Linked DNA regions of Mus musculus: all the other regions are linked to region 7. Evidence: chromatin contacts called from public HiChIP or PLAC-seq and promoter capture Hi-C data. All regions are on one chromosome and are shown on one strand. The core of a region is the stretch at or near the end of the contact, and the rest is flanking DNA. Distances in the headings are between cores, read along the strand shown. Region 1 overlaps Fggy (FGGY carbohydrate kinase domain containing). Region 2 overlaps Fggy (FGGY carbohydrate kinase domain containing). Region 3 overlaps Fggy (FGGY carbohydrate kinase domain containing). Region 4 holds the start of Hook1 (hook microtubule tethering protein 1). Region 5 overlaps Fggy (FGGY carbohydrate kinase domain containing). Region 6 has its middle 49 kb from the start of Cyp2j13. Region 7 holds the start of Junos (a long non-coding RNA gene).

Region 1 (3,062 bases), core at 128-2,627, 720 kb before region 7:
ATTTTATGACTGCCATTCACTGTATCCAACTGCAGCTGCCCATCAAGTTTGTTAAAGCTCCAACAGTTGTCTCATGTGCACTATTTATGTCACGGGGACATTTTTATAAGTATCATTACTATTTTTGAGTGTCTGTGAAACTGCACATCACGGTCAGATAAAATGCATGTTACCCACAAACTCTCTGGTACAGGCAGTCTTGCCTCTTATATAATGGATGAAGAATCTGAGGCTTAGAGAGATTGAGGGGTTCACTCAGATCATGGGACTGAACCGATACTAGGAGATTTTACAACCTGCATCTGGAAATCAAAATGCCTACAATCTCTCTGTTCTGGGATGGGCATGGGATAAGAACACATGATATCGAGTAGCACTAAAAAGTTGGATCTCTGAAACCACAACCAAGAGAGTGTTTTTGGGTCTTTGTTCCAGAAAGTACCATTTTTGTGACCTTGAGGGAAGCACTTGAGCTTTCTGCCTCCTTTTTCTAATTTGTAAAACCAGGATACAGTAGACAAAGCTCTCGTGCCACCCGGTGAAGAGACAGTGGCACTGAGGGAAGCTATAAGGAGGCAACTCCCATCCGTGGGGGCGGCTTCTGTGTGCAAGTCTGAATTAGAGGGCAAAAGTGTCAAGACTCTGATTCGGGAAGCTAGATAAGATGTGTCCCACTGAAGATAGCAGAGATTTTAATAATTTCAGTGAGGACACACTGGCAGCTTAGACCCATGTCAAGAGAAAAGAGAACTGGCTACTGTTCCACACTTCTGGTTTAAGAAGGCCTAGCTTCTTTAGGTTTGTCCTTCTAGCACAGGGCTGTAGAAAGTGAGTGGGTGAGACTTCTAAAACCAGTTAAGGATACTAAAATATATAATATATAATATATATATCAATAATATAATATGGACATATAATACACACACAGACACATACAAAACATGCTCACATAAACACACGAACAAACATAAACACGTACTGTGGCTTCCAGTTTTATGGGTATTTTAATGGGATTCCTGTGTATGTGAACAAGTGTGTCTCTGTTTCTATATCTGTTTCTTGTGTCTTTTCTTAGGCTCTTTTCTTTCTGTCCGTTTGTAATATCCTATTCAGTGAGTTTGGTTTTAATCTTATTTTATCTCTATCACTTAGAAGCCGGTTTGTTTTCTAGTAAGAAACAGGAAGGGGTTGAATCCAGCTGGGAGGAGAGGTGAGGAACATCTAGGAGGAGGAGAGGGAGGGGAAGTGTATTTAGGATATATTATATAAGAAAAAAGTCTATTTCCAACAAAAAGGGAACAAAAAGATACGATAGTGCCTAGAGTTCAGAGAAGCTTGAAATAAAATGTAGTTCCTTAAAGTTCAGCCCAAGTGTCACATCGGGAAAGTTTCTGCCACCAAGAGTTCCCTTCTGAGTCAGCCACTCTTCCTTCTCTGCTCCATAAAAACAAGACTGGCAGTCACAGGCTGGCCTCGAACAGATGCTCTCTGAGAGAAGCACTCTCTCAGTGCTCACGCTAGGAGACAGCGGATAGAAAACTCTATATTCTGCAGAAAGCTGGGACCCTGTGTGGGACTGGGAACCATCTCTACACAGAGACTAAGGGTGAGACTAAGTGCCTAGCATAGATCAGATGTGTAGCACAGCGATCTCAAACTTAATCTGCTTTCAAGGACCCATAAGCCCATCTCAGCTATGGGGAAGTCTTTGCTATCCTTTTGTTCTGAGAATTTAATAGCCAGGACAAAAGAGAAAGTTTCAGAGAATATTATTGAATCAAAACAGCTGCCTGTGAAGAAAAGTGCAGTTATTTAAGAGCTGCGCTCCCTCACTGCTGAGATTCTGCCCTGTGTCCTGCATTCTCTGCTCATCTCCTCCTCCACTTTCTCCTTGGTTTTACTCATCTGGGAAAAATCCAAGGAGTCGTCCATCTCACTTTAACAGAGTAATGACTTTTAAATAAAAATATGGTAGAAATGGGTACTTATCGAAATGGAATGCTTTCAGACTCATGCATTTAAAAAAGATATAAATTTTAGGGCAGGCACTAAATTTTACTGCAATCTTGGAGAAAGCCTTTCCACTCATTCATGGAGAAAAATTAGCACAGTGAAAATTGCTTATCAGTGTTCTTTTGAAGTCATGATATGCAGCCCGATTCTATAGATCATCAGGACACTCCCAGGGAGATGGATTTATATGGATGGAGAGAGAGAGCTCAGTGGCCAATGAAAATAGACACCTGTGCGCAGGGAGACCTAGCCACCCTTTGAGGAGAGATGTCTGGAGGGCTTTGTCAGCTCTGCAGCCCAGGTGAACTCACTGAGCACCCTTCCATTTTCTTCAACAAGTTGGCCACTGGAAAGAGGCTTGGCAAGATCGGTCAGGCCGGTGCTAGGGAAGGGGGAGACAGAAAGAATGGAGAGGCGAAGGAGCCAGTAGTTTCCAGGATTGGGCTCTGGGCTGCCTCCACTGTTTGTGGTGGCCTTGCCTTTCAACGTGGTGCACTTACCCCCATGTGACAAGATGATGTTCCACAGATGACAGCCAGCCTTGACGTCACTGGCTGTCCCTCACAGGTAAGCCCGTGACCTCTCACATCTGCCCCAATCACTCCTGTGGGAAAGTAAAACCAAACAGAATGTTCTTAAGAAAAGAGATTTTGTGTGTGTGTGTAAGAAAGCTAAAAGCAAGCCAAAAATAAAAAAAAAATACTTTTTATTAAAGAAAGGGGAACATACATAAGTGTGTAAGAATCCCATATTTGGTCTCAAGTTAAAAAATATAAAATAACAAACAAACGACTATAACAAAAATTTACTTGCTAGCCAAGGGCAAACTAGGAAGTATATTCTGTTTTTGCCTTACTCTAGTCCATATATGTCATCTAACCTTGTCAGAATAAGACCAACTCTAACTATACACATACAAATGGCAGCCATGAAACGGGCTACGGCCATTAAATACCGTTGTCTATTCTTTGTATTACAGGGATAAGTTCCTTTTAACACTGTCTAGACGGTATAATTAATGCCATAAACAGACACCAAAGGAAAATCTA
Region 2 (2,741 bases), core at 117-2,616, 770 kb before region 7:
TTTTGCTTTATGAAGAGAAGTTGATTATGTGGTCAACTCTGTAATAAAAATGAGGTTTTGAACTTTGTGGAAGCATCATAAAACTATTTTAAACAATCTTAATGAATTTAACCACAAACCTTAAATTCCTGAAGCCAGTAGGCCTTCTCACAGTTAATGTTGCTCCTGCATGTTAGTGGCATTTGCTCAGAGACTACCTTCTCACTTCCCATTTTCACTTTCCTTACACTCCCCTTCCTAGACTTGGCATTTAGGAATTCTTATGTGGTCCATTAGAACTGAAAGTTCTCTTCCTCTCTAGATTTAACTTGTTTCATTCACCTCCAAGCCTAGCTCTCAGTGTTCTCAATAGCCAGCCTCCTCACAGCTACAGATCCTGTCTGGCTTGGAGGTACTACAGCCTCATCCAGGTGTGAGCTTGCCACCAATTTCCTCCTGAACTCTACAGGAGGGCTCATGATCTCTGGGCTGAATGTAGCCTTAAAGATTCTTAATAGCAAAGAGTATACATGGAAGGATCCAAGGTTCCAGATACATATGTAAAAGAGATTGGCCTTACCTGACATCAATGGGAGGGGACGGAGGCTTGATAGCCAATCATAGGGGGACGATAGTGGGGTTAGATGGGAGTGGGTGAATGGGTGGAGGAACACCCTCACAGAGGCAAAGGGGAGGGAGGAGAGAGATGGGATGGGGAAGTTTGTGGAGAGGTAACTGGGAAGGGGAATTTCATTTGAAATGTAAATGAAGAAAATGATTAATAAAAATAAATAAAAAACAAAAATAAAAAAGAGCAGACTTGATCCCCCAATATTAGTTATTAATTATATTTTTAGCTGAAGTTAAATCTGAAATTCTGAAATTTTGCTATGGGCTCAGAACAGCCATGGCTCTCAGGCTTGCTTCAGGAAGTGGGACCATGGGTGGTAATATTTACCACTGAGGTAGTGGGTAGCCTGGAGACAGAGATGGAAAACATGACTACAAATCAGTGTAAATGTAAAAATGACATAGGCAGGACTTTCAGCCACACCAGGGCAGTAAGACACAGCAGTAGTTGAGTACAGAAATACTATCTCAAAGGCGCTCTGAGCTGGCTTGGAAACAACAACAATGGCTAACAGATCTTTCTGGAGAGCAGGAGCAACCTGACCAAGGCAACTGACAAAAGCCAGCTCTTCTTGGCCACCTTTTCTCAGTTGTTCCCTCTTTTCCTGTCTCCTCACTTTGTGTCTTCCAAACTTTGCAACCCCTTGGCTGGCCTTCACCTCCGTGCATGGACTGGCTTTTACTTACCATGCCCTTCAGAGTCAGATCTGCTAAGGGAGACCGGTTGCCATGGAAATCTGGCCAAACATGTAAATCAACAGTGAGGAAACCCACAGGCTGAGCCTTCTTAATCAGATCCAGGTGACTATTCAAATATGCATATATACTCTGGCATCTGGAAAAGAAGTGGATTTTGATTTTAAAAGGGGATAGGGTTGAAAAGCAAATTATTCTGCAGAAAGAAACCATTTGCACTTCGATATCAGACCCAGGAAAGCAAAGAGGGCTCTCAAAAGCTTGAGCAAAGCAGCTGCTCTTATATGAAACTAGCCCCTGAACTCTCACAACACACTGTCATGCCAGGGCAGCACTTCCCATGGAAAGGCTTGGAGTCAGGAGACCTGGTCAGACAATGGCTTCACTCCTGGTAGGTGTGTACACATGAGCCAGTTATTCCAAGCTCTCGAACTGTCCTCTTCTCATCTGTAGAAACATCCTACAATCTCTGTCCAACTTACCTCATATGGTTATTATGAAGATCAAAGACCATGTATGCAAACATACAGCATTCTGTAAACTGCAGTACAATATGGTGCATATGCAAAGGATTTATTTAAATCTGTCTTCCTAATTGTAAAAATGATGAAATGACAAATAGAGATAAATATACGCTCCTGGATCCAATGAGTGAGCGTCATACACACAGTAAGGATCAAGAATTAGACATGGGATTCAGAACCATGACTTTGAAAGGCTATCGTGTAGGTTTTCCCATTTTAAGTTTTAGTTGATTGAGGTGTAAAATGGTGGAATTGGAATGACCCCCTTAATCAATGACATTTCTCAGGTCAAAAGATGACAAACTTGGGAGTGAAAACAGTGCAAGTTTCAGATACTGTTTTCTATCCTGGCTACAGTTAGCCTCTCTGAATGTCTATTTCCTGTTCATTATGTAGTATAATAATACTTACTTCATAATGTAGTATCATAATACTTCACTGGGTTAAGTTTTACTGTGGGACACAGTTCACTAGCTAGGGAATCTGGGGAAAATGAACCTTCCAAAGCTCTGAACCAAAGATCCCAAAGATGGACCAGAAAACCTCAGAGAGACAAAGCATGGGCAATGCCCACAGGAGGTTAGCAGCTAGAATACTTCTGCCAATATTTGTGATTTGCATTCTTAAAATGCTTTAGAAGAAGTGACTTCAAGTTCATATTTTGCAATGCCAGGAGTGTCCCCATGGATACCATGATGTTTCTGTAGGTTTCTGAAAAAAAAAATCATAAAAATAGTTTCAAACTCTCTTTTCCTCTCTATCAGTGAAAACTGTGTGTGTGTGTGTGTGTGTGTGTGTGTGTGTGTGTGTGTGTGTGTGTGTGTGTGTGTTTCTGTTCTGGAAATGAAACTTAGAGTTTTGAGAATGCCATCCAAATGCTTAACCACTGAACTATAAACACAGGTCCAGTGA
Region 3 (2,931 bases), core at 73-2,572, 790 kb before region 7:
TCTTACCTCTGTTTTCTCATTTGCAAAGTGCCCTCTGGTTAAAACTGAACTAAGCTCCTATCTTGGGCTGGGTCCCTCCAGTTCCTCATCCCTAAGCCTAGGGAATAGAAATAGGTTAGCAGCTATGGGGGTCTTCCTGGCTGCCTAGGTTTTCCTTACCTCTGTAAATAAACCCTTTATTCAAGTTGGCCAAGTTTAAGTAAGCTTACCTTTCCTGCCTGGCCTGTCACCTCTGATCTCCGGGTCTCTATTATATTCTTCTGCACACTGGTCAGAAGACAATGGAAACTTTGCTGTTTGGTAATGGACTTCTTGGAGACATCTTGTTCTTTGTATCCTCAAGCCAAGTACTTGACAGCCTGTGTACCCAGGGGGTGCTTGTGAGTGTTGGCGGGAGGAGGGGTGTTGGGGGGTAAAGAACTAAAAGTCAGAATAGTGAGACAGGAAGAAGGAAACCCTAGAGAAACTGCCAGCCCTAAAAAAGCACAATTTACAAGACTGAACATTTAGTCCCAAGTCTGCAGGACGGTTACAGTTACTTGGTACACGCATGCAGACTGTTTTTGGAAATCACAGTTAAGTCCATGGCCAGGGTACAGGAAGTGCCTCTGGTGCCCAAGTCATTTCCCAAGGTGGTACAGCCCATATTTCCTGCCTTAATAAAGCCTGCTTTTCCTAACCTGGCCAAAATTGCTTATAAAATCTTAAACTCTTTTTCTCCACCATGCCTTCTCCTTTTGGGGCATAGGGCTGCCTGGAGGGAGGAAGTGAAGCAACAGGCTAGGATCACTCCCTATGAGCTCCAAGAACCTAGAACTCAATTCCCCAGAGTGGTCTACATGAGGTAGACAACAACGTTGTGGTTTTTTTCAGAAGAGGGACCCCAGGCTCTCACAAGTAAAGTGACTTCCTCTACGTCAGACAGCTGGCCTGCTGATCTTTCCACTACTCGGCTCTGCAATTTTTCATGCGGATGTCTGAGGATTTCATACTATGCTGTGTTTTGCTCTACATTGTTCTGGACAGGGAAAGCAGCGCAATTGTAGTGCTTAAAGGTACCAGGGCCTCACCTTTCCCCAGGCTTCTTTACAGAACAGACTCAAGTGCATTCCTTTCTCTGAGCCCTGGGTAAAGGCAGGAAGAGGGAGGCTTTGCCTGGAATGTCAGCTATTTTATCGGATGCATTAATGAGTTTAGCAGAAGCCAAAGCATTTGAAGGCAGATGCACTGTGCCATCCTTTGTCAGTCATGAGTAGAGGAATTTCAGGCCAAGAAAAGGTCTCTTTGTCCACAACTGTAACTAGCCAGTAGTTAGAGACAAAGGGTCCAATTTCTGCCTGAACCCAAACAGCCACTAACAGCCTTCCATTCAGCAGCCCAGAGAACAACAGTTCCCAATGCAGAGCTTGCAGCAAAGTGGCATTCCCTGGCTTTTTTGACGCTCAGGGACACATGACTAGAGGATGGCCCATTTTCACAAAACCCTGAGCTGTCGTGCCTGCCCAGGCTGTTCCCAGGTCACCTCTGGCTACCCTGCTCAAGGGTCCTCTTTTCCCCATTCCCTGTACTGAAGCTGGCTTTTAACCTGCTTCCATCCAGGTGGGATGTGGCTTTGGGTAACTAAAAGCTAAGAAGTGGGGAATCACAGAGCAGACTTCAGGCCTGTGTCTTAGCTGAGCCATCCAGCTGATCTTACTTTCATTTCTGTCTACTCCACTCTTTGTGGTCCACTTCTGCAGGTTTACAAACCTTGGAACAGGGCTGGCATCATCGGAGAGCAATAAAGGAAAGGTCCAGAAACCTGGCTCAATGGCCCAATCCCAATCCCAATATTATGTGGCTGCCTGATTTAGGGAAGCCAATTGAATGTACCTCTCCTGTCCTTCTTCCTTCTTTGTTTGACTACAATGCAGTCTACTTTCTAATTTCAGCAGTTAGGGAGAATTAATGATTGCAGTATGATTCCTACCAACAGACTAGGCACTTGGCTGAGGGGGGCAAAGTCCATGCTTCCCCACATCCTAATCGATCTTTAACACAACATGCTTTTCTAGGTGAGCCCCCAAATTGTGCCTTGGTCTACTTCTCTGTAAGATATGAATAGGTATTCTAGTTAGTTCCTTATTTAGTACCTTATATGCAGGGAATGAGCCTATCACTTGGATAAAGGCCCCGTATCTGCATGGCCTGGAGCAGGAATGATCTCATGAGTCAGTCTGAGCTCAGACACCAACCTACTCGCTATGGAAGAAACACAATGGGTGGGTTCATACGGAATGGAGCCCAGGGTAAGGTGGGCTCATGACAGACATCTATGCCCCCCGCCAACTACCACCACAAGGGGAGCCTTATCCTGTGCTTATACCTGGTGTCTGGGTACCGAGCAATGGGTACAGGAGGGCGCAACAGTCTCCAGGAGACACTTGGGGAGAAGATACTAGAATGTTGAAGGTACTAGCACAGGGAGACTTGAAGCTAGGTCAGGGTTTATTTATACCCCTGCAAGGTGTCCTCCCAGAGAGCTTTTCCTGGAGCTCTGGACTCTTCCCAGATGCCAGTTTGCCACTGTCCCCTACTCCCTATGCCCATCACAAAGATGCTAAACGCATGACTTTACGACCAGAACCCCTTGGGCACTGAGATGGAATCTCAGCATTTGGGTGCCCTTGGAATTACAGGCCCATGCTAGATCTTGTCCACAGCATTTTGGACCTAGGTTCCTTCTTCAGATAGCCTGATCACTTACCCTGTGCTACAAGATCCAAAACTGAGCAAAGTGCACATTATGCTCTTCCCACTCAGGGCTCTTCTCACAGTGTATTTATTATGTCTGTTTCCTTTCTGCCTTTCTGGGGAGTCCATGAGCTTCATGGAGCTCAGGTCATGTTTTATTCATTTGTTTGTCTTCAATATTCCCCACATAATGCTTGG
Region 4 (2,700 bases), core at 122-2,621, 920 kb before region 7:
TCTCTCTCTCTCTTTCTCTCTCTCTCTCTAGATCTTGGGGAACTTTGCCTTTCATTGTAATGATACACAACTCTGCTAGTTAAACTAATTCCTGTGAGGCCAGCACAAAGTAGGAAGTCAAAATACTGCTTTAAGAAAGGATATGGTCATAGCACTTGGAAATATTGCAGTATAGTTTAAGAAACTCTTGAACTCCATGTGACCTCATAGGGAAGTCAGTGACATCATAAAGAACCCAGTTTACCATCTCAGTCAGATGATCAGAGCACAAAATTGCAGACCTGAATACACCCTATGATTAGACATTTGTTTTTAAACAAATGGGATCATTAAAGTAATACTGCCTTCTTTCCTAACAATCTTAAATACAATATCTAAACCTAAATAGTAATTTAAATAAACATGCAGGTCTACAGTGAGCTAAACGCTTTAACCCTGAGATCCTAACTACATTCTACTTAAAACATGTTATCAAAGTCTAAAGTGCAAAAGTGACTACAAATTTCAAACACTCATAGAGATCTTCCCTATTTGTCCTTTGGATTTGCTAGTATTAGAAGATGGCCAGTCAATCTCTTGGAGGATGTAATCCTCCTGATCCAGTCTACTTACATTCCAATCAGACTCTCTTCACAATTATACAACTGAGTTGAGCCATCAGCGCTATCAACACCCAACTGTAGGGCATCAAACACTATCCTAGCACAATAAAGGCCTAGAAATCACACCTGGACGGCAGTTCTGTCATATCTAGGAAATTCCAACAGGTTAGAAACCATTTGGCTCACCGGAATACTGGGAAAAAATGAGGACTGAGGCAATCTGCGCTAAAAAAATCCTGCACATGGATCAAGCGTAAACAAAAAAAGCCAATTCTTTTTTACTTTAAAAAAAGAAAGGTATTAAGATGGGAAGGGGAGGAAGAGGGGGAAAAAATGAAAAAGAGCTCCCACATCAAAGGTAATTTGGCCATCTCTCTCAGCTGTGTCTACACCGCCATGGGTGCTGTGTGGGCCCAAAAGGACAGCAATCTGGGAACCGAGGCTGCCAGCGCCTCCTGGTCACCTGTGCGAGGCGGAGCTCTCAGAGGCTGGGACGGAAGGGTTGCGGAGGAGGTGTACGTGGCAGCCGGAGGCTCCGTGCTCCGCTCGCCCCGCAGGTGGCCTCGCTGGCAAGCGTGGAACTACACTCACCCAGATGATGAGGCTGTCACACAGCGGCAGCTCGGACTGTGGCAGCGGCTGCGGGTCCTCCATGGTCCGAGAACCTCGACGCCGCGCTCACAGCGACGGACGCGCCTCCGACCGGGCCCGCGTCAACGACCTCCGCGCCCGCCACTGGAGCTCGGCGGCCAGGCCTGGCGCCCGCGCCACTCACGCGCGAAGCCTCACGGCGCAGACGTCGCGGCGCGACCGCCCCCTCGCCCACCGCGTCTGTCCCGCGTCCCGGCACCTGAGCCGGCCCCGCCCGCCGATCGCACACCGCACGCTGAGTGACCTCTGCGAGCACCAGTCACAAAGAAGCTGGGCACCAGCGAGGCCGGCAGGGCGGGAGGAGCGGGAATAGGTCGCACAGGAGGGCTGCTGATTGGACGCGCTCCAGAGACTCTTGGCCAATCAAGGAGGGGTAAGCCCGGACCGCCAGGCGAAGCGGGTGTGGGTGGGCGGAGGTTTATGACCTGGCAGGTGCAATGAGGGCGGGGCTGGGGGTAGGAAGGAGAGCGCGCCTGCGCGAGCTAGAGTGGCCAAAGGTAGTGGAGGGCTCAGAGGCCAACCTTCCATTTCTCCTGGTTAGCACTAGTACAGACCCACTCTCAGCCTCCAGCCTCTTCTCATTCCCCACCACAGTGCTCAGGAATTGAAACCCCCAAAGCAAGAGGAACCACGTGACCAAGAAACGTGTTTCCTAAGGAAAAAACAGACCTCCATGCTGCCTAAGTCAAAGAAGCCCTCACAGAATCACAGGTTGTGGCTGATTTCATTTTAAATGGGGCAAAGGGGAAGGCCGTTTTTAGATAGCAAAATTAAATAGTGTTCAAAAAGCATAGGCTGTATCTGTGTACCCTACCTGCTCGTTTCTATGTTAAAAAATAATAATAATGATGTGTCCACTGAGGATGTTGGTGGCATGGTCCATAAAATCTGGAAAGTGGCAATCCAACATGATAAATTGTGTCATTATTGGAAGGGGCTACAATATTATTCTAACTCTTGGTTCTCACCACTTCACTCATTCATTAATCCATCAATTCATACTCTGTATTAAGAGGCAGCTGGTTCGCTTAACTCTCTGTGATTTTTATATTTAAACGTTGAGCAAAACTGTTGGACAATAAATTATAAACCCCCTGTTATAAATCAGTTTCATTTTAAAAATACAGTGAGGGCATTTTCGACGCAACCTCACAATTTTGCTAAAGTGTATTCTAGACACAATAAATACTAATGAAACTTCATGAAAACTATAGGCCTAAAGAATTGAAGAGTCGGTATTGTGACTCTCTCCCAACCCCCGCCCTCCCCCCCCCCCACCACCACCCGCGTTGCTCTCAATGTTACGGGTAGAGACCACAGCCTCTACATTTCTAAAGATATCTCTGGCTAAAATATAAGCACATATTATGAAAATAATGTAAGTTGGGAATTGTAAACTTTGCAATGTGAATTACTATAACCACACACTCTTTAAAGCACGTTTATC
Region 5 (3,046 bases), core at 182-2,681, 850 kb before region 7:
CTTTCTGCTTGTGTCTCCTAATGGCCAACCCCAAGTAGACAACAAGAATAAGGGTGCCCGCCCTGCGTGCTGGTGATTGACATGTAGTTACAGAAGTCTGCCTTATGCTTCATGTGCAGTCTCTCATCCTGGTCCAGGGTTAAGAGTGATGGGGAAACAGATGACATTCAGAATGAATGCACACATGAAAGAGGACAGATGAGTGGGAAGAGATGAAACCAAAATGATTCTCAGGAAATCCTTCAGCCCTTTAGAGTCAAGCACGCCAAGACCCAAAGAATGCCATGGTTTTCTTGAGGCAGCAGGCTTAGTCATAACGTCAGGAAGCAGGCCTGACAAGCTTGACAGCACTTTCTACCTACTGCTCCACATACAGTGATTTAGTGGAATGGCAAGGGAAGGGTACCTTAATGCTCATTTAAGCATGTACCTGAAGGTGAAGCACTACCAGAACTTCCTTCGTTCAATGTGTAAACTCCTGAACACTGAGAAGCCAGGACTCAGCAGGCTGTGAAGAAGGTGAAAACAGAGTCATGTTCTACTCCGTACCTCACAGTATGTTTGCTTTAATCTCAAGGCAGTACCTGGGTAGCTAAAATTGTCCCCCTAGTTCTTCTGGTTTGGGCAGGAAGGGTAGAGAGGATATGGCAGACCCTAACCAGAGTCTTCAGGGACCTGTCTTCCTTGTCAAATTGTATTCATTCTAAGAACATGAACTACGAAGCTGAGAATGTGGGCAGAACCCAGGAAGTACTAGTGATAGCTAGGTGAGCATCCCCAGGTGCACTGAGATTCCAAGGACGCACAGGCACTAAGAGATGATGTTGCAGAGCATGTATCTATCCAAGGAGGAAACAGACTGAGGTTGAAGGACATGGGCTGAAGTAACACCGGAAGAGTGACAAAGGCACTGCTTAGGTAGGATCTAGGGACCTAACATCTCTTGATCCATTTAAAATGCCTTTACAGAATTTTCCCAATACCTGGTGCATAGGTAAGAGAATTAAAGGAGACCAAGCATCAAAGCTGCCGGCACATGTGAATGCCGAGCAAAGGCCAATGCTGCTGCTTTCCTGCCCCTCTAGTCCTGCTCCTCTGCTCTAAACATTGCTTTCATGTCCCAAATGTACAACCATTGCTTTCATGTCCCAAACGTACAACTTTTGACATCAGATTCTGGTCACGTAAGATGGTAGTGGCTTTTCTACAGCAAATCACAATTGTTATAAACTCTGTCAATGTTGTTTTGGTTGTACTGTGCCTTGGTTGGGTGTATGTGACCTGAGGTCACCCTTCTGAGAACACCACAGCATTCTGGATTATGACTTCCCCCATCTTTGAATAAACATGGAAAGCTTTCTTTACCTCTTGGTCCAGTGCTTGTTTGCCATCTGGTCCCTGGTTTGGCTACATCTGCATTTACTTAAGGACTTTACTTGAAGGCCAGGTTTACATATGGGAAGAATGGGAGGGCTTTCCTGATTTCTTCCATATGTTCATTTATTCATATATTATGATTTCTGTAATCTCACCAATGTCGAGTCCTTCAGACAATCCTTATACTGTTCCTTGGGGACCAGATTCTTTGTGTGTTCAGCTGGGAGTGTCTCTGGGAACATTTTTTTTTTACATGCCATTACCTCTAGTGTAGCTCAGCATGGCTTCTAGATGAGAACAAAATTAATGTTCTCAAAGAGGTAGGTTTTTTTCCTTACAGAGAGGGTTAATCTACTTTGAAAGATCTGTGGAAAGAAGCAGGAAACCCCAGAGCTGGCTCCCCTCCTCAGTTGTAAATGCTCAGAATTAGGTATGTGTTCGACCCTCCCCATGCCTGCTGTCCTGATCTCTTTGTTCTGGGACTCACAGATCAGTGTTTTAAGTCCTGGGATAGGCTTTCCCCACTTTCAGCTCCTGAACACAGGCTTGTGAAGGGGAGAGGTCCTAGGGGAATCTCATGCTGTGCATTTTGTGATACTGGAACAATACAGGCTGAGTTGTACTTCCTGTTTTTACAAAGCCATTTCAATTCCTTCCCTACAATACCTCCAGATCTGAGCTGAGTGTGGAGGCAAGAACTCTGGGAAGACCTGGTTTGAGACTTGCCTATTCTACTAGCCTAGGCAGGCTTTTTAATTTTTCTAAGCTTTGTCTTCTCTAAAGTAGGAGCAAGGTTTGCCTGGTAAGGATGGAGTGAATATTAATATTGCTGTGCATAAAGCAAGCATCCACAAATGCTCCCTAATGTGGAGTCACTGGGGAAAATGCCATAATGTGAAGGATCCCTTGCTGGAGAGAGCTGACATGCTCACAGATGGCCAGGAGATTGCCCGCTACAAAGGCTGGGACTTGAGTTTTGGCTGTAGATCCTTCTCAGCTGAGGAGAGCTGGGCAGCATCCAGTGGGGCCCAGATGTCAGCCAAAGGAGGAGAATGGCTTAACCCTTACCTCAGTGGTCTGATAAGCGGAAAAGAAACGCTCTGGGGTCCAGGACCTTTGTGCAGAAAGTAATATGTGTGTGTGTGTGTGTGTGTGTGTGTGTGTGTGTGTAAACATCACCCAATTACTTGAAAGGTTCTTTACACTGTCCTGCACATCAGATATTAAAACTCAAAACAACAATGGATTCTTTCAGCAATGAGTTGGGATTTGACTTGATAGACTGGTTAGGCTATTTGCAGCTTGGGAAGAAATATTCAACTTAGTTTATGTACAAAGAACATATTATTAGTCTGCTAAGTTACCAAGAACTCTGTCAGGTAAGTGACAGGGGCAAGATAAGAACTGTTCCTATAACCAGCCTTCTTGTCCACTCTGCTTATCAGTATGAGGAAGAATAGCACAGCAAAGGTGATCCCATAGCTGTCTCCTGAGACCCTTTCTGCCTCCTTAGAAAAGCAACCCACACCAGGTGGAGAGATGGAAATCTCCTAGCCCAAGGGGCTGTTATGGGGCTCTGAGAATCCAGATGAGGAGCGTGGCATTCCTGGAGGTTTCCTACTGTATGTTTCTGCATGCCCACGGTCCTCATGGATATCATGCCTGCACT
Region 6 (2,710 bases), core at 9-2,508, 980 kb before region 7:
CTTTCTGAAAGTAAAACTACAGATAAATTTTTAAGTGGAAAATAGTCTCGTTTCATTCTGCTTAGGTGGCAGAATCCTAGAATAGAGCCATTCCAAGTACATTTTCTTTCTTTTTTTTTATTAATATTTTTTATTACATATTTTCCTCAATTACATTTCCAATGCTATCCCAAAAGTCCCCCATACCCTCCCCCCCCCCCACTTCCCTAAATTGGAAAAGAGGAAGTCAAAATATCACTTTTTGCAGATGATATATAAGTGACTCCAAGTGCATTTTCTTATTTGGTAAAACTGCTTTACTCTTTTTCTTCTACGTGGTAAAAGTGGATGGAGCTGTACCTTAAAAGCAGCCTCAAATTAAGAGTATTTTCAACCCAGTTCAACAAATACTTACTGGCTGTAGATTATAAGGGAGATACTGTGAACAAGGAGAGGTAGAAGGGCACTAAGACCTCAGGGCCCTCAGTCTAGTGAGACAAATATGCAAATAAATTGTCATCCAAAGAAAAATTCACCACATGCATAAATATACATGTGTGTATATGAACTCATAACTACAGCAGCTCATTATTTCTTCACTACTAGCAATCTTTGGGGAGGGGGTACTTGGGCAAAGTCCCCAGAATGATCTATGTCTTACTTTAAAGAGTAGCATTGCAAATGGTGCCCTGGTTTCTCCGTTTCCTTTCGCTCGTCCCTCTTCTGTGGCATGACGTGAATTGTTTAAAAAAAAGACCAGGTGTAATTTTATATTGATAGCTTCCCATCTTGGCTCTCTGGAGACATTTGTTCCTTAAGGCTTGTTTCTGGTGTTCACTGTAGTTTTTACAGGGGTGCCCTGGCTCTTCTTGGCACAATCCCCTCTATTTTCACTCTAAGGAGTATATCACCTGTCCTGTTAAGAGTTTGATATTTTGCTGATTAACTTAAATCCTCCTGCCTGTAAGCTTAGTTTTAAGAAAATCTGCATACACGTGGGACATTATTTCTTCACGTTCCCGCATGAACGTACCCTCAGCTGTCATCTTTCTTTGATTGCAGTCAGAAATTAGAACCACAGATGCTGACTGTTGGCTGCATTTTCTTCTTCGGACGTATTTTTTTCCTTCTGCTAATTTCATTACCATCTTTCAGAAACAGCGGAGCAACATAGCTCTGTGAGAATCTCTGTTTCTGCCCTAGTTCCCAGCTGGCTTCCCTGGGTCTACCCTCCACACTCCCCTATATGTGTCTCATGAGCTGGCAGCTGCCTCTGTGGATACTGGTATTTTCTGGGTCACCCTGTGTTCTTGTGCACTCACCATGAGCTGTTTGTTCTGCTCTGGCACAGCAAGAACTTTTCTTCTGAAATGGTTGCATTAAACTGAGCAAGAAGAAAGGGGCCAGCTGCAAAGGGTGCCTTCAGGAGCTGGCACTGAGTCACCAGTGGTGCTGACTGTACCTACTAAGGTCAGAACAAAGGCTTCTCTTTGTCCAAATACATCAGGGACCAAAAACATCACAGCACTCTTATGCACATCCAACTACATTAAAAGACCCCAGGGAGTCTCCTGGTGACCAGATGAAGTAGGCCACGGCTCTGGCTAACTGTCCCACCCAAGGTTTGTCAGTTACCTTCTGCTCTTGATATAAACAGCTTACCGTACTTCCCCCTGCCTACCTGAAAGACAGAACAGCATCTGCTCTAAAGGCTTCCTGGTAAAGGGAATCATTATCCCCTTGCTGGGTTACTTTGTTAGTCCTTGTATTATTTTACATAATGGCCTAATAAAGCCAGGAAAGGCCACATGATTGGCTTGGTTAAGAAGATGAACAAACATTACAGGAGTAGCCCCTGAGTGCCTGAACTCAGTTCATGTTTTCTGCCACGTCTTAGGTAACAGCCATTCAGCCTGGTCTCTCCAGTGTGACAGAGACAGTATCTTCAAGATGGGCATACAATGCACAAATGTCTTGGTGTTTGGCACTGGGATTTTAGAACTGTTACTACTTTAACTTCCCACCTGCTTTGCCATTTGTAAGGACCAAGGGAAGATGTCAAAGAAACACAATACTTGGTCAAAATATAGTAATTATATCCCCATAACTTTTTTCTCCCAGGCAGTTTGATGTTTTCCTTACAAAGCTCATAGAACAGCATGTGCTTTCTACCAACTAGCAGGAGAGTGGCAAACTCTTTTGGTTGGCTAAACAAGACCTGAAGAAAAGGAAACGGACAAAAAGAACATGAAATGGAGAAATCTCACGGGGCCTCAACACTAGACAACTGGGGACTGTGGAGAGAGGGAAAAATGGTCTTCCTGAGGGTACAGTTCTCCCCAATTGCTTATCCAATATCTAGAGGTCAGTCTTGAGGTCATATACATATAGGGCACATCACCCAAAATGAACAGGTACTATTTATATATTTAGGAATATATGTATATATATTTTATACGTGTGTGTGTGTGTATATATATATAAAACAATGAAAGAAAAAGAGACCATAAATTCAGAGTGGAGGTGTGTATGGGAGGAAATGATGTAACTACAGTTGCAAAAAAAAAATCATTTAGAAAGAGAATCAATATCTTAGATATGTTTTATAAATCCATATATTTTAACATATTTTTTCTTTTTCTTTTTACATGTTTTAACAAATATTTCTCCCAGTCTAAGCCTCTTTTCAATGCTTTGTTCTCTTTGGAAATAAATCTTTATCAAAACAATT
Region 7 (2,835 bases), core at 70-2,569:
CGGCCCAGGGTAACTCCGAAGCTGGTAGGGAAGGGGGCTATTCTCAGAGTCAAAACTAATGCCTGGCAGCCCGGTGTAGTGGACCTCATTCGCTCTACTTCTAGATGAGACCAATAAAGCTCAGAGAAGTTCTGAGATTTGCCCTTATGCCCTGGGAGAACCAAGCTTGCCACCTCTTTAGTCCTGAGGGGTGGAGGGTGGAGGGCTGATAGCAGAACCTTAGAAAAGAAATAACTTACATGTGTCTAGCGCTTCCTAGAGGCCGCACAGGATATGACTCCACCAGTGAGCGGGGAGGGGAGTTTTCAGCCTGTTTCTACCAGGGACTCCTGCTTAAGCACCGTGACTTGGGGCGAGTCCGCAGCTCTCAAGGCTTGTTTTCCCAGAAGCAAATCAGGGAGGGAGGAAGGGCGGGCGCAGACTGAGTGTGCGCGGGACCGTGTGTATGTGCTAGCGCAGGCGATCGCCGAGGTTTCCTGAGTTTCGAACCTTTATATGTTGCTTTCGACACCCCATGGGCGCTGGGCTAGCATCTTTCACACCTAGAGGAGGGGTCCCTCGGAGGCAAAGCGAACACCCCTCCCCCGGCACGTCCAGAGAATAAAGTGTTGTGCCGGGGACCCTGATGAGTCGGTTCCGAACACCGCAAATCTCTGGTTTCCAGGTACAGCACACTGCGGCGCAGATCCTTCTCCGAAACTAAACTTCCAAGCATACTCATCTTGGAGGGCTACTCTCAAACCCGCTCAACTTCAACGCACTTACGTGCTCCCACACCCAGGGCGCACACAACCCTTTTAACCCGCATCGCTCTGTCCCCCGGAAGTGCGGGGGTGCGGAGCCAGCTTCAGTCACTCAGATCATTCAGCCCTTTCTCGGGCGTGCGTGCGTGTGTGTGTGTGTGTGTGTGCCCGCGCGCGGGCGCGCGCCTGTGTGCAACCTTCACTCCCACCCAAGCTCTCCGCCCCCGGCCACTAGCGCGCCTCCCCTGCTTTCTGGATCCCCGCGTCTCGGTCCCAGTCCCCAGCCCTGAACTTGAGCCCGCCTCCGACAGACTCCGCAAGGGTCCTGCCGACCGGCAGCCTCCGTCACTAGACAGCCAAACCAAGACGTCAGCCCACAATGCACCGGGCGGGCCGGGAAAGACGCGCCGGGGAGGGAACCCGGGAACACAAGCCGAAGCTGAGCGCGGGAGGGGGGGGGGGGAGGAGGAGAAAGAAGGGCCCAACTGTAGGAGCGCAGCGGAGCATTACCTCATCCCGTGAGCCTTCGCGGGCCCAGAGAAGAATCTTCTAGGGTGAGGTCTCCATGGCGACGGGTGGGCCCGCCCCCCTGAGAACGACGCAAGCCAATGGGAAAGCCTCGGGGTGACATCATGGGCTATTTTTAGGGATTGACTGGTAGCAGATAAGTGTTGAGCTCAGGCTGGATAAGGACTCAGAGTTGCACTGAGTGTGGCAGAGACAGCCTGGCAGGAGAGCGCTCAGGCAGACAGACAGACAGACGGACGGACTTGGCCAACCCGGTCGGCCGCGGACTCCGGACTGTTCATCCGTTTGTCTTCATTTTCTCACCAACTGCTTGGATCCAGCGCCCGCGGCTCCTGCACCGGTATTTTGGGGAGCATTTGGAGAGTCCCTTCTCCCGCCTTCCACGGAGAAGAAGCTCACAAGTCCGGGCGCTGCTGACAGCATCGAGAGCGGCTCCCGACCGCGCGAGGAAATAGGCGAGCGGCTACCGGCCAGCAACTTTCCTGACCCAGAGGACCGGTAACAAGTGGCCGGGAGCGAACTTTTGCAAATCTCTTCTGCGCCTTAAGGCTGCCACCGAGACTGTAAAGAAAAGGGAGAAGAGGAACCTATACTCATACCAGTTCGCACAGGCGGCTGAAGTTGGGCGAGCGCTAGCCGCGGCTGCCTAGCGTCCCCCTCCCCCTCACAGCGGAGGAGGGGACAGTTGTCGGAGGCCGGGCGGCAGAGCCCGATCGCGGGCTTCCACCGAGAATTCCGTGACGACTGGTCAGCACCGCCGGAGAGCCGCTGTTGCTGGGACTGGTCTGCGGGCTCCAAGGAACCGCTGCTCCCCGAGAGCGCTCCGTGAGTGACCGCGACTTTTCAAAGCTCGGCATCGCGCGGGAGCCTACCAACGTGAGTGCTAGCGGAGTCTTAACCCTGCGCTCCCTGGAGCGAACTGGGGAGGAGGGCTCAGGGGGAAGCACTGCCGTCTGGAGCGCACGCTCCTAAACAAACTTTGTTACAGAAGCGGGGACGCGCGGGTATCCCCCCGCTTCCCGGCGCGCTGTTGCGGCCCCGAAACTTCTGCGCACAGCCCAGGCTAACCCCGCGTGAAGTGACGGACCGTTCTATGACTGCAAAGATGGAAACGACCTTCTACGACGATGCCCTCAACGCCTCGTTCCTCCAGTCCGAGAGCGGTGCCTACGGCTACAGTAACCCTAAGATCCTAAAACAGAGCATGACCTTGAACCTGGCCGACCCGGTGGGCAGTCTGAAGCCGCACCTCCGCGCCAAGAACTCGGACCTTCTCACGTCGCCCGACGTCGGGCTGCTCAAGCTGGCGTCGCCGGAGCTGGAGCGCCTGATCATCCAGTCCAGCAATGGGCACATCACCACTACACCGACCCCCACCCAGTTCTTGTGCCCCAAGAACGTGACCGACGAGCAGGAGGGCTTCGCCGAGGGCTTCGTGCGCGCCCTGGCTGAACTGCATAGCCAGAACACGCTTCCCAGTGTCACCTCCGCGGCACAGCCGGTCAGCGGGGCGGGCATGGTGGCTCCCGCGGTGGCCTCAGTAGCAGGCGCTGGCGGCGGTGGT

What was found. Promoter capture Hi-C pulls out the DNA fragments that hold promoters and counts their contacts. HiChIP or PLAC-seq counts read pairs in DNA pulled down with a chosen protein or histone mark. Capture Hi-C pulls out chosen DNA fragments and counts their contacts.
Region 1: a contact with region 7 is called in an H3K4me3 HiChIP or PLAC-seq map of bone marrow-derived macrophages, with 15 times the contacts expected there. The contact joins the enhancer-like site here to the promoter of Junos in region 7. A contact is called at or near these places in 14 of 39 promoter capture datasets (the 3T3-L1 cell line, 3T3-L1-derived adipocytes, the C10 cell line and 9 more), 3 of 15 datasets of contacts at CTCF or cohesin (the NIH/3T3 cell line, large pre-B cells and pro-B cells), 2 of 484 Hi-C or Micro-C datasets (the AML12 cell line and bone marrow-derived macrophages), 34 of 115 datasets of contacts at active chromatin or transcription factors (CD4 single positive thymocytes, DN3 thymocytes, acute myeloid leukemia and 26 more) and 5 of 9 other capture datasets (adipose tissue, embryonic stem cells, liver and 2 more).
Region 2: an H3K27ac HiChIP or PLAC-seq map of epiblast stem cells shows a contact between it and region 7, with 10 times the contacts expected there. The contact joins the enhancer-like site here to the promoter of Junos in region 7. A contact is called at or near these places in 13 of 39 promoter capture datasets (the 3T3-L1 cell line, the C10 cell line, the HPC-7 cell line and 9 more), 2 of 15 datasets of contacts at CTCF or cohesin (the NIH/3T3 cell line and large pre-B cells), 2 of 484 Hi-C or Micro-C datasets (bone marrow-derived macrophages and uterus), 26 of 115 datasets of contacts at active chromatin or transcription factors (the 230-238 cell line, SST interneurons, T-cell acute lymphoblastic leukemia and 18 more) and 3 of 9 other capture datasets (embryonic stem cells, liver and pancreatic islet).
Region 3: a contact with region 7 is called in an H3K4me3 HiChIP or PLAC-seq map of bone marrow-derived macrophages, with 21 times the contacts expected there. The contact joins the enhancer-like site here to the promoter of Junos in region 7. A contact is called at or near these places in 13 of 39 promoter capture datasets (the C10 cell line, the HPC-7 cell line, the SN4741 cell line and 9 more), 1 of 15 datasets of contacts at CTCF or cohesin (large pre-B cells), 14 of 484 Hi-C or Micro-C datasets (B cells, LSK cells, bone marrow and 10 more), 32 of 115 datasets of contacts at active chromatin or transcription factors (the 230-238 cell line, bone marrow-derived macrophages, craniofacial prominence and 22 more) and 4 of 9 other capture datasets (adipose tissue, liver, macrophages and 1 more).
Region 4: a promoter capture Hi-C map of liver shows a contact between it and region 7. The contact joins the promoter of Hook1 here to the promoter of Junos in region 7. A contact is called at or near these places in 3 of 39 promoter capture datasets (cranial neural crest, embryonic stem cells and neural stem cells), 3 of 15 datasets of contacts at CTCF or cohesin (embryonic stem cells, pro-B cells and stem cell-derived epiblast-like cells), 22 of 484 Hi-C or Micro-C datasets (B cells, CD4 T cells, CD8 T cells and 14 more), 38 of 115 datasets of contacts at active chromatin or transcription factors (the 230-238 cell line, CD4 single positive thymocytes, CD8 T cells and 25 more) and 2 of 9 other capture datasets (embryonic stem cells and liver).
Region 5: a contact with region 7 is called in a promoter capture Hi-C map of second pharyngeal arch cranial neural crest. The contact joins the enhancer-like site here to the promoter of Junos in region 7. A contact is called at or near these places in 13 of 39 promoter capture datasets (the C10 cell line, the HPC-7 cell line, cranial neural crest and 7 more), 2 of 15 datasets of contacts at CTCF or cohesin (both in the NIH/3T3 cell line), 7 of 484 Hi-C or Micro-C datasets (Th1 cells, bone marrow-derived macrophages, cerebral cortex and 2 more), 37 of 115 datasets of contacts at active chromatin or transcription factors (SST interneurons, T-cell acute lymphoblastic leukemia, Th2 cells and 27 more) and 4 of 9 other capture datasets (adipose tissue, embryonic stem cells, macrophages and 1 more).
Region 6: a contact with region 7 is called in an H3K27ac HiChIP or PLAC-seq map of stem cell-derived neural progenitor cells, with 5 times the contacts expected there. The contact joins the enhancer-like site here to the promoter of Junos in region 7. A contact is called at or near these places in 4 of 39 promoter capture datasets (embryonic stem cells, hippocampal neurons, liver and 1 more), 1 of 484 Hi-C or Micro-C datasets (cerebral cortex) and 15 of 115 datasets of contacts at active chromatin or transcription factors (the NIH/3T3 cell line, astrocytes, bone marrow-derived macrophages and 9 more).

The regions. Positions count from the first base shown.
Region 1 is chr4:95,768,981-95,772,042 of GRCm38.p6, reverse strand. It overlaps Fggy (FGGY carbohydrate kinase domain containing), which reads right to left. Exons shown (of 16, transcript NM_001113412.1): 8 at 2,514-2,617. Among named protein-coding and RNA genes, the nearest start is that of Hook1, 200 kb to the left of the region's middle. Within about 2 kb of position 1,377, at least 13 of the 459 cell types and tissues checked have an H3K27ac peak or open chromatin away from gene starts, as enhancers often do. A contact at or near this core is called in adipose tissue and bone marrow-derived macrophages, where this site is marked.
Region 2 is chr4:95,820,681-95,823,421 of GRCm38.p6, reverse strand. It overlaps Fggy (FGGY carbohydrate kinase domain containing), which reads right to left. Exons shown (of 16, transcript NM_001113412.1): 11 at 1,297-1,444. Among named protein-coding and RNA genes, the nearest start is that of Hook1, 150 kb to the left of the region's middle. Within about 2 kb of position 1,366, at least 43 of the 459 cell types and tissues checked have an H3K27ac peak or open chromatin away from gene starts, as enhancers often do. A contact at or near this core is called in craniofacial prominence, embryonic limb bud, epiblast stem cells and 3 more, where this site is marked.
Region 3 is chr4:95,844,437-95,847,367 of GRCm38.p6, reverse strand. All of the region lies in intron 13 of Fggy (FGGY carbohydrate kinase domain containing), which reads right to left. Among named protein-coding and RNA genes, the nearest start is that of Hook1, 120 kb to the left of the region's middle. Within about 2 kb of position 1,322, at least 111 of the 459 cell types and tissues checked have an H3K27ac peak or open chromatin away from gene starts, as enhancers often do. A contact at or near this core is called in the 230-238 cell line, B cells, adipose tissue and 14 more, where this site is marked.
Region 4 is chr4:95,966,050-95,968,749 of GRCm38.p6, reverse strand. Hook1 (hook microtubule tethering protein 1) reads right to left here and starts at 1,371. Exons shown (of 22, transcript NM_030014.2): 1 at 1,194-1,371. The coding sequence starts at 1,256. 9530080O11Rik (RIKEN cDNA 9530080O11 gene) reads left to right here and starts at 1,095. Exons shown (of 2, transcript NR_045776.1): 1 at 1,095-1,626.
Region 5 is chr4:95,899,441-95,902,486 of GRCm38.p6, reverse strand. The region is part of intron 14 of Fggy (FGGY carbohydrate kinase domain containing); the gene reads right to left. Among named protein-coding and RNA genes, the nearest start is that of Hook1, 66 kb to the left of the region's middle. Within about 2 kb of position 1,431, at least 24 of the 459 cell types and tissues checked have an H3K27ac peak or open chromatin away from gene starts, as enhancers often do. A contact at or near this core is called in craniofacial prominence, embryonic limb bud and second pharyngeal arch cranial neural crest, where this site is marked.
Region 6 is chr4:96,027,234-96,029,943 of GRCm38.p6, reverse strand. No RefSeq gene overlaps it. Among named protein-coding and RNA genes, the nearest start is that of Cyp2j13, 49 kb to the left of the region's middle. Within about 2 kb of position 1,258, at least 55 of the 459 cell types and tissues checked have an H3K27ac peak or open chromatin away from gene starts, as enhancers often do. A contact at or near this core is called in cerebral cortex, forebrain and stem cell-derived neural progenitor cells, where this site is marked.
Region 7 is chr4:95,050,801-95,053,635 of GRCm38.p6, reverse strand. It overlaps Junos (a long non-coding RNA gene), which reads right to left and starts at 1,319. Exons shown (of 5, transcript XR_867920.3): 1 at 1,254-1,319. It overlaps Jun (jun proto-oncogene), which reads left to right and starts at 1,414. Exons shown (of 1, transcript NM_010591.2): 1 at 1,414-2,835. The coding sequence starts at 2,365.